Regions from separate parts of the Mus musculus genome. Here region 1 is linked to region 2. The links are chromatin contacts, called in public Hi-C maps. All regions are on one chromosome and are shown on one strand. The core of a region is the stretch at or near the end of the contact, and the rest is flanking DNA. Distances in the headings are between cores, read along the strand shown. Region 1 has its middle 120 kb from the start of Gm35374. Region 2 has its middle 110 kb from the start of Chd6.

Region 1 (6,459 bases), core at 851-3,350, 300 kb before region 2:
GTAGAAAGCTGTGTTGACATTTATCAATGTATAATCTGAATAAAACTTGTTTTATGTTGTCAAGTATCCATTGATCAAAGGCAGGGGAAAATTAGAAGGGGGAAGTCTTTTATAAATTACCTTATCAGAATTTTGTTGCCTTCTGGGTTTAATTTCATTGAGGGGGTTTTGCTGTATCCAATGTATCCATTAATGCTAGTATTTAAGACTGAAATGTTCACATTATTCCTTGTCCTGACTTTTAATTACACAAGTGGCACATGAATACATTCTCTCTGTGATACAATTAGAACATGTGTGATAAATTCAAGCCTTATTTAGCCACCAACTCCAGTCTCAGCCCCTCTCCCTATGAAAATAGAAAAATCTCTGGTCTATCCTCCTTTTCTTGGCCTTCTCCCTTCTCTGAGCAACTTGAGAACAGACATCCCCAGCTCACTGCTGAAGGCATCTGAACCAGTGTCAATAAATGGCCTTTCCTGGTTGAGAATATGCAAACCAAAGATAGAAGTAAGTTAAGACTTACTTTAATATTGTTAGTGGGCTTGAAAAAAAAATGATTAAAGCTTCCCCCAGGACTTACACATCACTCCACAAGGTACAGCCAACAGGTTCTGTGCAAAATAAGAAGCCAAGCGAAGAATCTTCCTCAGAGGTGACTCCATCTGTCTTTCTGAGAGTAGCCTTGGAGAGTGATCAGCCATCACTAATGCCTCCAACAGAGGCCCACAGGGACACCCAGTCAGCTTTGGCATTCCATTCCCCAGAGATGACTAAAGCTGCCCCAGGGTCATTGAATAAGCATGAGCTAAAGGCTCCTCAGAGAGTCACCATATGTCCTAACAGACTGTGGCTCCCTACAGAGGGGAAATGTGCTAAGACAATTCCTGTCCTGCTTGTCAGAACCAGAAAGACAGTAGCCTGGCCACAAGAGCCAAAGGGAGCCACAAGGGATATACTCTCACTGAGAGAAAAATGTGACCAATTCTCCTTACCACTGCAACTGGAGAAATGAAACATCTGAAGGTGTTTTCTTTGAATAGATTGAGGCATATTCTAAACTCCTTGGAAGATTTAATAATTGCAACCACATTTTAAATTAATGCATCAGAGTTTATTCTCTGCCAATACCAGGAGAAAGGCCTATCTCTGAAGCATGCACCGCAGAATGCTCACAGGGTCTGAGGATGCAAACTGTGCTGCCTATAGAAGTCACAATTGCTCTCATGATTAGATTTGAGGCCTGATCTCCAGGACAGGATTCATGACTGGTGCTATAAACATAGTCAAAACCCAATGCTAGGGAAGTCATAGGTCTTAAGGGAGAACATATTATTATTTTTCTAATGGTCAGGTCAAACTGCTTCTAAATATTTGTGTTTATATCCCATGGGTGTGTATTATTCCCGCCTTTGCGGTGGTGAGTGGCAGTGCAGGGATGGACTGCTCTCCAAAGTGCTGAGTATGTGTAACTGTGAGTGCTCAGCTGTAGAAAGGCCATCTGGATCTACACCCACCCCCAGCAGCCGAGTTGCAGGAACATTGCAGAAGAGAGAGAAAGGGTTCAAGAGCCAGAGAATGGGGAGGAGGGCTTCAAAAGATTGTTCTCCAGACATGGCATGGCTGCTATAAATATGGACTCACAATGGCAGTGATTACCTGCACAAGATCACGCCAGTTAAAAATTCCAACATGGAAGACGAAGACACTCCTGTTGTGCCACCCCTAGCTAAAGTACTATTGGCAGCTGATGGCTGCTCAGGTATCAAAGTCAGTATTTTCTTTAGGATTATGGCTACTGGGTGGTTGGCCATGCCTCAGTGGATGACCCTAATGCCTATGGGCATATGGGCAGCAGAAATCAGACTCAGTGGGTTACAGAATAATAAGTAAATAAGCCAGCAGATTGGGAGGGAGATGTGATTAGGGAATCCTGAGGGGAGATGATGGGAACAGTAGGGGATAGATATGATCAAGATACATTGTATACATAAATTTTATCCAGACATGTATGAAATTTTTAAGCAATATGTTTTTAAAATCATAATTCACCAGGAAGTAGTCCTACTGACTCATATAAGTCCAGTCCAAATGGTCTGAAATCAGATGTTGATCACTGATGCCTGAAGTATTGTTGGGAGCCGCCCCCACATTCGCCGTCACAAGATGGCGCTGACATCCTGTGTTCTAAGTGGTAAACAAATAATCTGCGCATGTGCCAAGGGTATTTTATGACTACTTGTACTCTGCCTTTCCCGTGAACGTCAGCTCGGCCATGGGCTGCAGCCAATCAGGGAGTGATGCGTCCTAGGCGAAATATAACGCTCCTAAAAAAGGGGACGGGGTTTCCGCCATTCTCTCTCGCTGGCATCTCTCTGGCTCTGCGCGCCCTGCGCTCTCTCGCTGCCTAAAGATGTAAACAATAGAGCGCGCTCTGCGCCCCGGCGCGCCGGAGCTCTGGCTCCTAAAGATGTAAGAAGGGGGCTTTCGTTTTTGGGGTTTGGGGTTTTTGCACTCCTGCTCCTGAAGATGTAAGCAATAAAGTTTTGCCGCAGAAGATTCTGGTCTGTTGTGTTCTTCCTGGCCGGGCGTGAGAACGCGCTAATAACAAAGTATGAAATGAGATTGTAGTATTCTGCACTGGAATATGGATTACCAAAGAGTCGATCAAACAAAATTTCTAGAAACCATGGCCCACTACAGGAAAGAGAAGAGCCTACAAGGTATGCCTGCCTTTAGTAAAACAGAAAAAGTGGAGCTTCTAGGTGGGCCCCAGCCAGAAATCAAACAAGTTGTAGCTTAAGAGGTTAAGGTATTTTGTATGTAAGAAATAGCCTCCATAGAGGTCACAGGAAGGGGAATTAAATGCATATAATGTAAGAGATCCAGTTATGATGATCTCAACTTTACAAGTCAATGAGGACCCACTCCAGAGATGCACTCCCCACCCCGCCTAAGCATCCCAGAATGGTAGCTTCCAACCTTTAGAGAGATGGACTAACAGCTGGGAATTGGTTCCGGTATTCCCCAAGACTTCAGAAAGAAAGAAGAAAAAGAGAGGCAGTAAAGAAAGGGAGGATGGGAGATAAGGGGGAAGAATGGAGGGAAGGGGAAGGAGGGAGGAAAAAAGAGGGAGGGAAGGGAAGAGAGACTGACTAGAAAGAAGAGGAGAAAAGAGACTTTATATCATGGGCTAGATAGAGGGCTGCCTGACTTGTATTAATTAATCCCTCTTATCCATCCCATAACACAAAGCTACCAATCTTTTGTAATAAAACAAAAGGGACTCAGGTCCATGAAGGACAACTCTAGCCTTTCAAATTATCCCTACCTGCTCTTTGTAATTTCCAGCCTCGTCTACTAGAAAGTCCTTCTTGCCCAGGAATCACAAAACTTAAATTCCTGTGACAGATCTATTGTGATGGGTACGTTTCCTAAGGGCTCTTAGGGACTGACTTGCTCTATGTAAAACTTGAGAATAATAATTTCCATCTCATCAGGTAAAAAGTCTCAGACTACATAACTAACAAATATATTTGGAAAGCTGTAAATTTTTGAAAATGTGAATTACTACTTTTATTAGACTATCAGAAGAACTAAGGGATATGCCGCAACCAAAATACTTGGCATAAATGACTTAAGAGAGGAAAGATTTATTCTGTCTTGTGTTTTCAGAGGTTTTAATCTATCATGACAGAGAGGGCCTGGTACTGAAGAACAGTCATTGTGACAGAAAACAGAGAAAGGGAATATAGAAAAGGGCCAGGGAAAGATAGAGCCCCCAATGGCACAGGTCCAGTGACCTACCCCTTTTAATAATCCCTGACTCTTACCCATTCCCACCTGCCAATAATGCCAGCACATTATGAATCCATCAAAGGACTGGTATATTCCCCAGCTCAAAGCCCGCATCATCTCACTGTCTCTGGAAAGCCCTTCACAGATATATCCAAAGTTATCCATTATTAATATGTTAGTTGTTCCTCGGGTCAATCATGTTGACAATCAGATTTCCCATCAGAAGAGGACAAAGAGGATTCTGCAAGATCAAGAAGACCTCTCTTTCTTCTATGGAGAGGAAAACAGAGGTGTTATTGCATTTTCCAAGAATTAAAAGAATTCATTAGTGTTCAAACATTACTCACTAAAGCAGAAGCATCACCACAATAAGTGCAAGAGAACCAAGTACTAACACCCAGGTCTGAAGCCCCCAGGCCTCAGTTTTCATGTTTGAAAGTTTCTACTTCCTTCGTATGTTCCGTCTTCTACCTCCCAGGTTGAGGCAACAGAGCATATGAGCTAAGGAACTTTAATCGAGACACACTTAAGTTCCATTCTGCTCCTGTAGCAGTCTCTGGGTGTCCTTTGTCATCCCCTCCCCCTTGCTGCTGGATTTATTATATCCGATCAACAAAATTGCCATTAACAGAGGTCAAAATAGCCATAGAGGACAATTTCACGGGCTTTGGATGAATGGAATACTGGCCTTCCTGTTGGGCGCTCCCACTTCTCAGCCTTGGACCAGCATCCTGCATGCCAGCATCTCTTCCCTGAGGTTGACTATTCCACATGATGCTTCTCAGGCCCCACGCTTAAGCATATTACATTGTCAGGCTGGGGTGGGGTCAATCTCCTTTCTATCTTCCTGTCATCTCATTCCATCCACACAGCCTGTTTGAAAGGCAGGGTAGCACAGTATTGGGTAGTAGAAAAAGCTAGCTAATTAAGAGTCCAGAGAATCTGCTACTGGCTTCCAATGTGGCCTGGTACAACATCATCTCCCTCACTGGAATCATCCAGAAAAGAGGCTACTGAATAGGATCAATTTTTCTTCGTTCTAGGTACCCAGATCCACTCTATTAAATCTTGGGAGCTCTCTGGGCATTGGGACCCTTTAGCTCTTCCCAAGGTGAGGCTTGTTCAAGAACTAGCCTTTTGGGTTATCTGAAGGTTCCCCTGCTCCAAGTTTTACTAAATCTGAAGAAGTATGGGAATTCTTGTGAGCCTCCTGTGCAGAAAGAGAAAAAGGAAGGGAGCTTCTAGAAATGGGTGTTAGGGCTCATTAGGCCTTGTTGGGGGACAGTCTGTCCAGCCAGTCTCCACCCCCTGCAGCGAGAAAGATGCCTAGACTCTATCAGGGCCCAGCTGGGAGGCCATTTAGTTTGGAGAATGGTTTCCTCTAGGTCCCTCTCGGAAGCTTCTTTCACTGATCCTGGGAACTGAGGCTTTTCATTTTAATTAGCAAAATCTTATGACTGCCTTTGGAAATGAGCCTCTGTTCTCATTTCCTCCACAGACTCTGTCAGCCAAGATGGGGAAGGAGGGAATGAGAAGGTGACATGGGAGCTGTTATCTGGTGTAATTTCAGGGCTGGCAGGGGGCTCGGAGGATGGGAGAGTGGCTGAGATTGCAAAGGAACCAAATCATGTACTTAAGAAAATGGCTTTATGGCTGCAGGACTTGGTGACTCAGGTTAGTGACTCCGTAGGACTGCCCTGGTGCAATGGAGAAGATTAAATGATAGGTCCACCTAGCTACAGGAACCCAGGAGGTAGATACATCATATCTTGAACCTTTTCAGAGGAGGGTGGGGATACATTTTCCAAAAAAATGGCTATATATGGAGATAAACAGAGGATGGTATTTATCTAATGCATATTTTATAAGTCTAGGTGTCTAAAAATGAGAACAAGGGCTCTTTTGGTCATCTCATTAGCTCCCGGTTTATTGAAGAGAAGCAGCTTTACTGAAGTGCATACATCAGTGATCTCGGGCCGCCTTTCTCTGGTGTTCAGCAGGAGGGCATGCCCACATGTTTGACTCAGTCTCAAAAGCCAAAACTTGCTTTGACATGGGATCTAAGCAGCCTATTTGCTAGAACTAGCAAATTTTCTTAGAGTGTCTCTGCTTGCTGGATCTTTCCCAAACCAAAGGAAATCTTGTTTTGATAAGGACTGAAAATAAACAAGAAGTACACAAATGAACAAATAAGGAAAATTCAGTGGAATGTTAGTTAATAAGCAATCAGTCAACATAGAAGGAGCATGTGGAAGGCCTGATTCAAGTTGTGGATAACATGGAATTCAAATGATCAACTGGGGAGGTGGCTTAGTGCTTGCTGCATAGTGATGAGTACCTGAGTTCAAACCCCAAGACTCAAATAATTAGCTTAGAGAGGTCAAAAGTTATATGGACATGAAATCCTGCACTATGTGGCAATAGAGACCAGAAAATTATTGTAACTGTCTCTCCAGCAGCCTAGCTCCAGCTTCAGAATATATATTGTCTCAAAGAAGTAGAATTGACCATGACAGGACACGTGATATCATCCTTGGGTCTCCACACATGGGTATGTATTCTACACACACACACACACACACACACACACACACACACTTTAAGAAGGGATTCACATAATCAAATTCCATACAGGGGAAGATGAGTCCACTCTAGGCCACA
Region 2 (6,919 bases), core at 630-3,129:
CACAGCAGCCCACAAAGGGGCCAAAGGCTAGCTGATGGGAGTCAGGTAGAGACTCTGTGGGAAGAACTAGCCCGTATTCATTGTGTGGTCCATTCTCTTTCCTTCAGTAAAGGCCACCCCAGGTCCCTTCCATCCCCTGGGAAAACTCTGTATAGCACTCCCTTGATCCCTTTGGGACTCATTCCTGTTTTCACAGTGACAGTGACCCCTGCTATTCCTGGGGGGGGGGGGCACACTTGGCTGCTACATCGCCCTTCATTCTCACTGTTGTGGCAGAAGTGTTCTCTCCCTCTCCCTCTCCCTCTCCCTCCCTCTTTCTCATTCTCTGCTGAGCCTGCAACCTTTTCCTTAGGTTCAGAAAACAAAGGTATTGAATCTGAGGGCTCTTGGGAATGGATTAGGTGAAAGGACTTTGGGATCAGATGTTATCACTCCAGCATCACGTCAAGGGGAAGCAGCTGGGAACCAAAAAAAACAATACACAAAACCCCCCACTGTCTCCTGAACTGTCACCTAGTCACCTCACTTTTAACAGCCAGCCACTCTATTGACTCAACCCCAAACATGGACTTCTAAGTACTCCAGAAGTTGCCCTGTGGGAAAATCTGGACTCCTATGACTCATATGGTAGACTGACTCTCAGAGATTGGACTTAGTATAGCAGGACTGTACTAAGACCCCTTCTATAGACCTGGTCCAACCGTGAATTTGCTCTACTAAGTACTGTAATACCCTCCCACATTACCCCCAATCTTTCTCCCAACCAAGAGCATGCATACACACACCCTTTCCAAGAGACTGACAGTCTTAAGTGAGGAGGGGAATGGGGATTTGCAAGGACAGCAAGTCCTACATAAGATGGAAATAATAGAAGTCAAAACCGGTGGTTCTCAGCGCCAGCGACAAGTATAAATCCCTAGAATGCACCTGATGTCAGGGACATGGAAATACAGAGAACACCGATGCTCAGAGCTCACCTGCCATACAGAAAGAGCAGCTCAAGAAATCAGGAGACTGATCCTAGGACCAGAGCACTCAGCTTCTCCTGGCTCTGTCACTGGTCCAAGCGGCTAGCAGCCTGAGACCCAGTATTCCACAGCCCAGCTAGGATGAAACTGACAGACCAGGAATGGATCTATTGGAGATGTAGGTCCTGAAAACCCTCACCTCCTGTCAAGGCCTTCAACCCTGATTTAAATAATAATAGAACTCAGTTGAAAGGAAAGGTGAATGAATTGAGGAGGTTGTAAGGGAAAAATACAAAGAAACAAAGTACCTAGTTTAATAAACATGTTTATTATCTGACAGGTCTATACAGGTATACAATGTATCTTGATCACATGCACTGCCCTGTGCCCCTCCCGCTACTGTACAGGAATTATAGGCACTGCGTGACCAGAATTACATCCACAAAGCAGCTAGGGATGACGACCCAAACTGATGGAGCCATTAAATCCCTCAGTGATTCCCTGCTGTCATCAGAGTAAAATCTATTTCATCTTAGGTTGCTGAGAGACCAGAGTCCTACTCACACCCACACCGTTTTGCCCAGCCACACCCATACTGTTTGGCCTCTCCATTTTGGTACTCGCCCTGGATTCTGCAGCCCTGAACCTCTCCCTCCTGCCACTATTCTGTGCAGGATTTGTTGTTGTTGTTGTTGTTGAATGCATTATCGACATCGGGCTATGCTCTCATGCTCAGGTTCATACCTGACACTTTGTATGCATGATCTCTCCTGATCCTCTCAACAAACGTGAGGCAGGGATAATTATACCTATCTTACAATAAAAGGAGCTGAGGCTGAGAGGTACAGCCGCGCCTGTCCGAGGTGAACACTGCTAAGCCATGTCTTCCTTCCCACACTGAGCCTCCCACCAGTCAGCCTCAAAGCCGGCCAGCACAGGACAAACAAGGACTGCCAGGAGTGCCAAGGGCAGCACAGACCTCAGAAACACTGAGGAGGAGAAAGACAAAGAGGCCAGGTCTCTCAGGGATGTAAGAGAGAACTGGCCCAAGGTGATCCGCTCATCCCTATCTGCCCAGGTTTGTTGGATTGTAGCGCTGAAAATCTCCCATCTTGGGAAGCCATCACTCCTCGTTTTAAAAGTAGTATTCTGCCTTCCAGGGTTATCTCCATTCTCAGGGCCAGTCAAGCAAGGTTGGTTCGTCACCCAGACTCAGGTCAGCTTGTTTTGTCCGCCAGAGGATGTGATCAGAGGCAGACAGGGTTGTTGGGGATTTTTCCAGAAGCCGCATGAACGTTACAGTTCAAATAATCAAACTGTGAGACTCCATTCAAGCATAAAGACACCAAAGGGGGAGCTGAAAAGAAAGGAGTCCCTACCACGAGCAAGATTCCAGGTCAGGAGCCAGACACACACACACAAATTCAGATAGGTAGCTATCAGGTTTGCTGTATTTTCCAGCTCCTACCATACTGCCTGGAGCCCTGAAATGGACAGATGGATTCATGCATGCATGCAGTCACGCATGCCCGGGCCATCATGTCTAAATACTAGCTTCTCTGCAGCTTTCGGGCAGAGCCTCACACAAACAAGTCTAATTTCAATGTTGCAACTGCTGGGGGACCAGCTGGATACCTGGAAGAAGACCTAGGAAGAAGGATGGGGAAACCTCGTAAGTCTGGCTTCTGCCAGAAAGAACAATCAAGAGTTTGATGCAAAAGGACTCCTGGTGCTGGTGTTTTGCGGCAGTTTGTCCCTGTGGCAGTTTGACCAGCCAGCCATTTTCCTTCCCTTAAGCTTGATGTCCCAGACTCTGACAAACATGACCAAGAGAGCAAGGCTTATACGGAGCCCGTTTCAAACGGCCTCATTGTGAGGAGCTCTCCAGCAGCCAAAGTTGAAGATTACTTAAGAAATATGTTCACTGGGTAATCACTTCAAACTTGTAGAGAACTTCTGACTAACTGTTCCAGCCACTGCTGGCAGTTTCTCTGTAGTCGGGACTGGGAAGCAGCAGCAGCGCCATCTTGTGGCGCTTTTGAGAACACCACGGGTCTACGTCTGTCCCTTCAGCTGTCTGATGTGTACCCGTGCTTTCTGAAAATTCACAATTTTATCTTAATAAGGATATCTTGTCGGGCTGCTTTGCAATCTGGTCCACTCACTTCTCAACCTTTATAAAAATAGAAAAAAAAGTAAAAATCAATGCCCCAATTCAGAGTGGTTGCAACACTGTGTAACCTTGATATTTTCAAGAAAACTCGATTCAGACAGGCCTGGTGGCACACACCTATAATCCCAGAACTTGAAAAACTAAGGCAGGGAGATTGCTATTAATTTGACACCATCCAGGACTAACTTTTCTGTCTCAAAAATACTACTATTAAACAGAAAACAAAAATTCTACTTCCCGCAGGGCATGGTGGCACACACCTTTAACCCCAGCACTTGGGAGGCAGAAGCAGGCGAATTTCTGAGTTCGAGGCCAGTCTGGTCTACAGAATGAGCTCCAGAACAGCCAGGGCTACATAGAGAAACCCTGTCTCAAAAAAATAAAATAAAATACAATCTACTTCCCTGAGAAATACACATTGCTCTACCTGGCATATGCGCTGGTTCAGATCCAAACTATAGAAAGGTCACAGTTCACAAGCCATCCACTGTCTGCCCACGGAGACACGGTGTTGCCTGTTTGCCTCTATTGACTACCACCTTAGTTTTGAGATGTGATCTCTCACTGAGCCTGGAAGTCGATTGTTCAACAAGACTGGCCACCTAGCAAGCCCCTGGAGACCTCTTGTGTCATCCCCTCTACATGTGTACTTCACCACGCATGGACCCACACTTGGATTTTTTTATTAGGTATTTTCTTCATTTACATTTCCAATGCTATCCCAAAAGTCCCCCATACCCCTCCCCACTCCCCTACCCACCCACTCCCACTTCTTGGCCCTGGCGTTCCCCTGTACTGGGGCATATAAAGTTTGCACGACTAATGGGCCTCTCTTTCTACTGATGGCCAACTAGGCCATCTTCTGATACATATGCAGCTAGAGACATGAGCTCTGGGGTACTGGTTAGTTCATATTGTTTTTCCACCTATAGGGTTGCAGACCCCTTTAGCTCCTTGGGTACTTTCTCTAGCTCCTCCATTGGGGGCCCTGTGATCCATCCAATAGCTGACTGTGAGCATCCACTTCTGTGTTTGCTAGGCCCCGGCATAGTCTCACAAGAGACAGCTATATCTGGGTCCTTTCAGCAAACTCTTGCTAGTGTATACAATGGTGTCAGCGTTTGGAGGCTGATTATAGGATGGATCCCCGGATATGGCAGTCTCTAGATGGTCCATCCTTTTGTCTCAGCTCCAAACTTTGTCTCAGTAACTCCTTCCATGGGTGTTTTGTTCCCAATTCTAAGAAGGGGCAAAGTGTCCACACTTTGGTCTTTACAGGTGTGCTGGGGATCTGCTCAGGTCCCCATGTTTATACAGCGGGCGCTTTACCAGCTGAACTCTTTCCTCGGACTCCAAGATGGCTTTTCTCTTTTTTTTTTAAACTAACAAGAGCATTCATTCACTTAATAAATATTAATGGAGTGCCCACTATATCCCAGGCCCTGTAGGTGGTGGATATACAGGAAAAGAAAAACAAACATGAGAACTATCTGTTATGGCACTTATAGTCCAAGCGAAGAGATGTTATAAACCAAGAGATTATTGAAATGCTAATGCCAAAGAGAAAGTGCCAGTACAGACATAGATATAACGGGTCAAGGAGCGTGATGTGCTACAATGGGTCAAAGAAGGCTATTAAAATACTCAACTAAAAACTATGCCTGAATTCTCTCCCAAGAAACCCAAAGAACATGGATACCCAAGACACTGTAGTGATGGGCCTGATAGGAGCTGATTGCGGGAACCATAGAGTTTGCCTTGACCTTCTCTCTCCATCCCGAGTCTTAATGGGGCTCCTTTTCGCCTCCCCACCCCCATGCAACACTGGGAACAGGCACTACACTTGAATTTACATTTACACATACACTCACACAATTGATTTCTCATGTCTTTGTGCTGAAGAGGAATTAAATTATGTGCTGGCAAGAACTGCAGCCGGATGGAGCCCTGCTCAGGGCGGGAAGAGTGGAAAGGCTCTTTAAAGAAAACCTTATCTCTGACGTTCAGGCGAACTGGATCAGTACTGGAAGCAACTGAGGCTGCCCGTGGGCAGTGAGGTTTCAGCCTGAGTCTGCCCATAGATGGGAGGATGGAGTCAGAGCTCAGCCCAGCTGGGAGACTTCATAGGTGCAGAAATTCAGACTTGAAAGGAGCCTTCGAGCTCACCTCCTCCTGATGGAACCAGCTAGCTGTAGAGCCTAACCCAGCCTCCGCCTCCGCATGAATCACCAAATTCACTTCCCTGAGCCATTTCACCACGTGTGAAATGAAATTAAGAATCTCCACGTTGGGGCTGGTGAGATGGCTCAGTGGGTAAGAGCACCCGACTGCTCTTCCGAAGGTCCGGAGTTCAGGTCCCAGCAACCACATGATGGCTCACAACCATCTGTAACGAGATCTGACGCCCTCTTCTGGAGTGTCTGAAGACAGCTACAGTGTACTTACATATAATAAATAAATAAATCTTTAAAAAAAAAAAAAAAAAAAAAAAAAAAAGAATCTCCACGTTGCAAGGAGCCTTTGGGTATGTTCTGTCCCCCAAGAATACACTCCTCCCTGAGAATCCTGCTCCCCCACCCAACATACCCAGCAGTAGCTTTTACCAGACGTGATCAGCTCATTTTTTTTTTTGAAAAACAATGACTCAAAAAAAATTAGGATTTTTATTTATGTTACTGATACAAAGTATAAACTTTTTAGCATGTTTACTTCTCATACAGAAATAATCATTGAATAAATTGACAGAAATGGACAGTTCATTTTTACAAAAAAAAAGTAGCCATCTAGTAAATATGCAAGAAATAATGAAAAATGAAAATAACCATTAGGCCAATAGCACCATATATAATTGTTGCAAGCAAGATATTTCCTAAACATGAGAAAAGAAATAGTAACTTGGCCAGAGAAGACTGGTCAACCTCATATTTACCCTCTGACACCCCACACAATAAGACAGACCTGTAATAAGCTGTCTGAAGAAGGGCAAGCCTATATACCCTGTGGTGTTGATAAAAATGAATAATCTCCTTCTAATCACAAGGAGACACCTGGCAGGCCCAGATTGAGGGTCATTCTACAAAATGATTGGTCTCTAATCTTCAAAAACACCAAGGTCATGAATGGGGGTGGAAATGAGAAACTCAAAACTGCACAAGATTAAGAAGATAGGTACAGGGAGGAAAAACCACTCTGCAATCCTGGTCAGAAAAGAAGTGCGTTAGTGGGAAAAGCGGCTGCATTCAAATCATGTCTGTAGCTAACAACAATGTCTGGGTTGATTTCGCTGGGCTATCAGTTATGAACGGAACTTAGAGAAACAATAAAGAGGGCATGATGTAGGTGCATCCTTCCCAAAGTCCTGCATCCTACACAGAACACTGTTAACAGCTTGGTGTGGGGTCTGGGGAGGAGGGCGTTAAGTGTACCACGGTATATCACGAAGCTTAGAGGACAAACTTGGGTCTCGAGGCTTGCCTCCTACCTTGTCTAGACAGGGTCTCCTATTCACTGCTGTGCACTCCATGCTAGCCGGCCCGGAAGCTTCCAGAAATCCTCCAACTTCTGTCTACCATCTCGAAATAGGAGCGCTAGGATTGCCCACATGCACTACAGAGCTGGGTTTTTATGTGTGTTCTGGGGATCCAAACTGAGCCCCTCACACTTGCATGCCAAGTACTTCACCCACTGAGTCATAGCCCCAGCCCCAGTCTGGTGTGCTTTACATTTATGTAAAAGTAAATACATATATTTAAGTGAATTAAATATGTATACTATATTT

The links. A called contact is a pair of places that touch in the nucleus more often than the background predicts.
Region 1: a contact with region 2 is called in a Hi-C map of cerebellum, with 2.6 times the contacts expected there. The contact joins two enhancer-like sites. A contact is called at or near these places in 1 of 39 promoter capture datasets (liver), 1 of 15 datasets of contacts at CTCF or cohesin (pro-B cells), 36 of 484 Hi-C or Micro-C datasets (adipose-derived mesenchymal stem cells, brain, cerebellar granule neurons and 21 more) and 10 of 115 datasets of contacts at active chromatin or transcription factors (SST interneurons, astrocytes, embryonic forebrain and 6 more).

Annotation. Positions count from the first base shown.
Region 1 is chr2:161,507,797-161,514,255 of GRCm38.p6, reverse strand. No RefSeq gene overlaps it. Among named protein-coding and RNA genes, the nearest start is that of Gm35374, 120 kb to the right of the region's middle. Within about 2 kb of position 2,100, at least 50 of the 459 cell types and tissues checked have an H3K27ac peak or open chromatin away from gene starts, as enhancers often do. A contact at or near this core is called in cerebellum and neural tube, where this site is marked.
Region 2 is chr2:161,210,936-161,217,854 of GRCm38.p6, reverse strand. No RefSeq gene overlaps it. Among named protein-coding and RNA genes, the nearest start is that of Chd6, 110 kb to the right of the region's middle. Within about 2 kb of position 1,879, at least 10 of the 459 cell types and tissues checked have an H3K27ac peak or open chromatin away from gene starts, as enhancers often do. A contact at or near this core is called in cerebellum and neural tube, where this site is marked.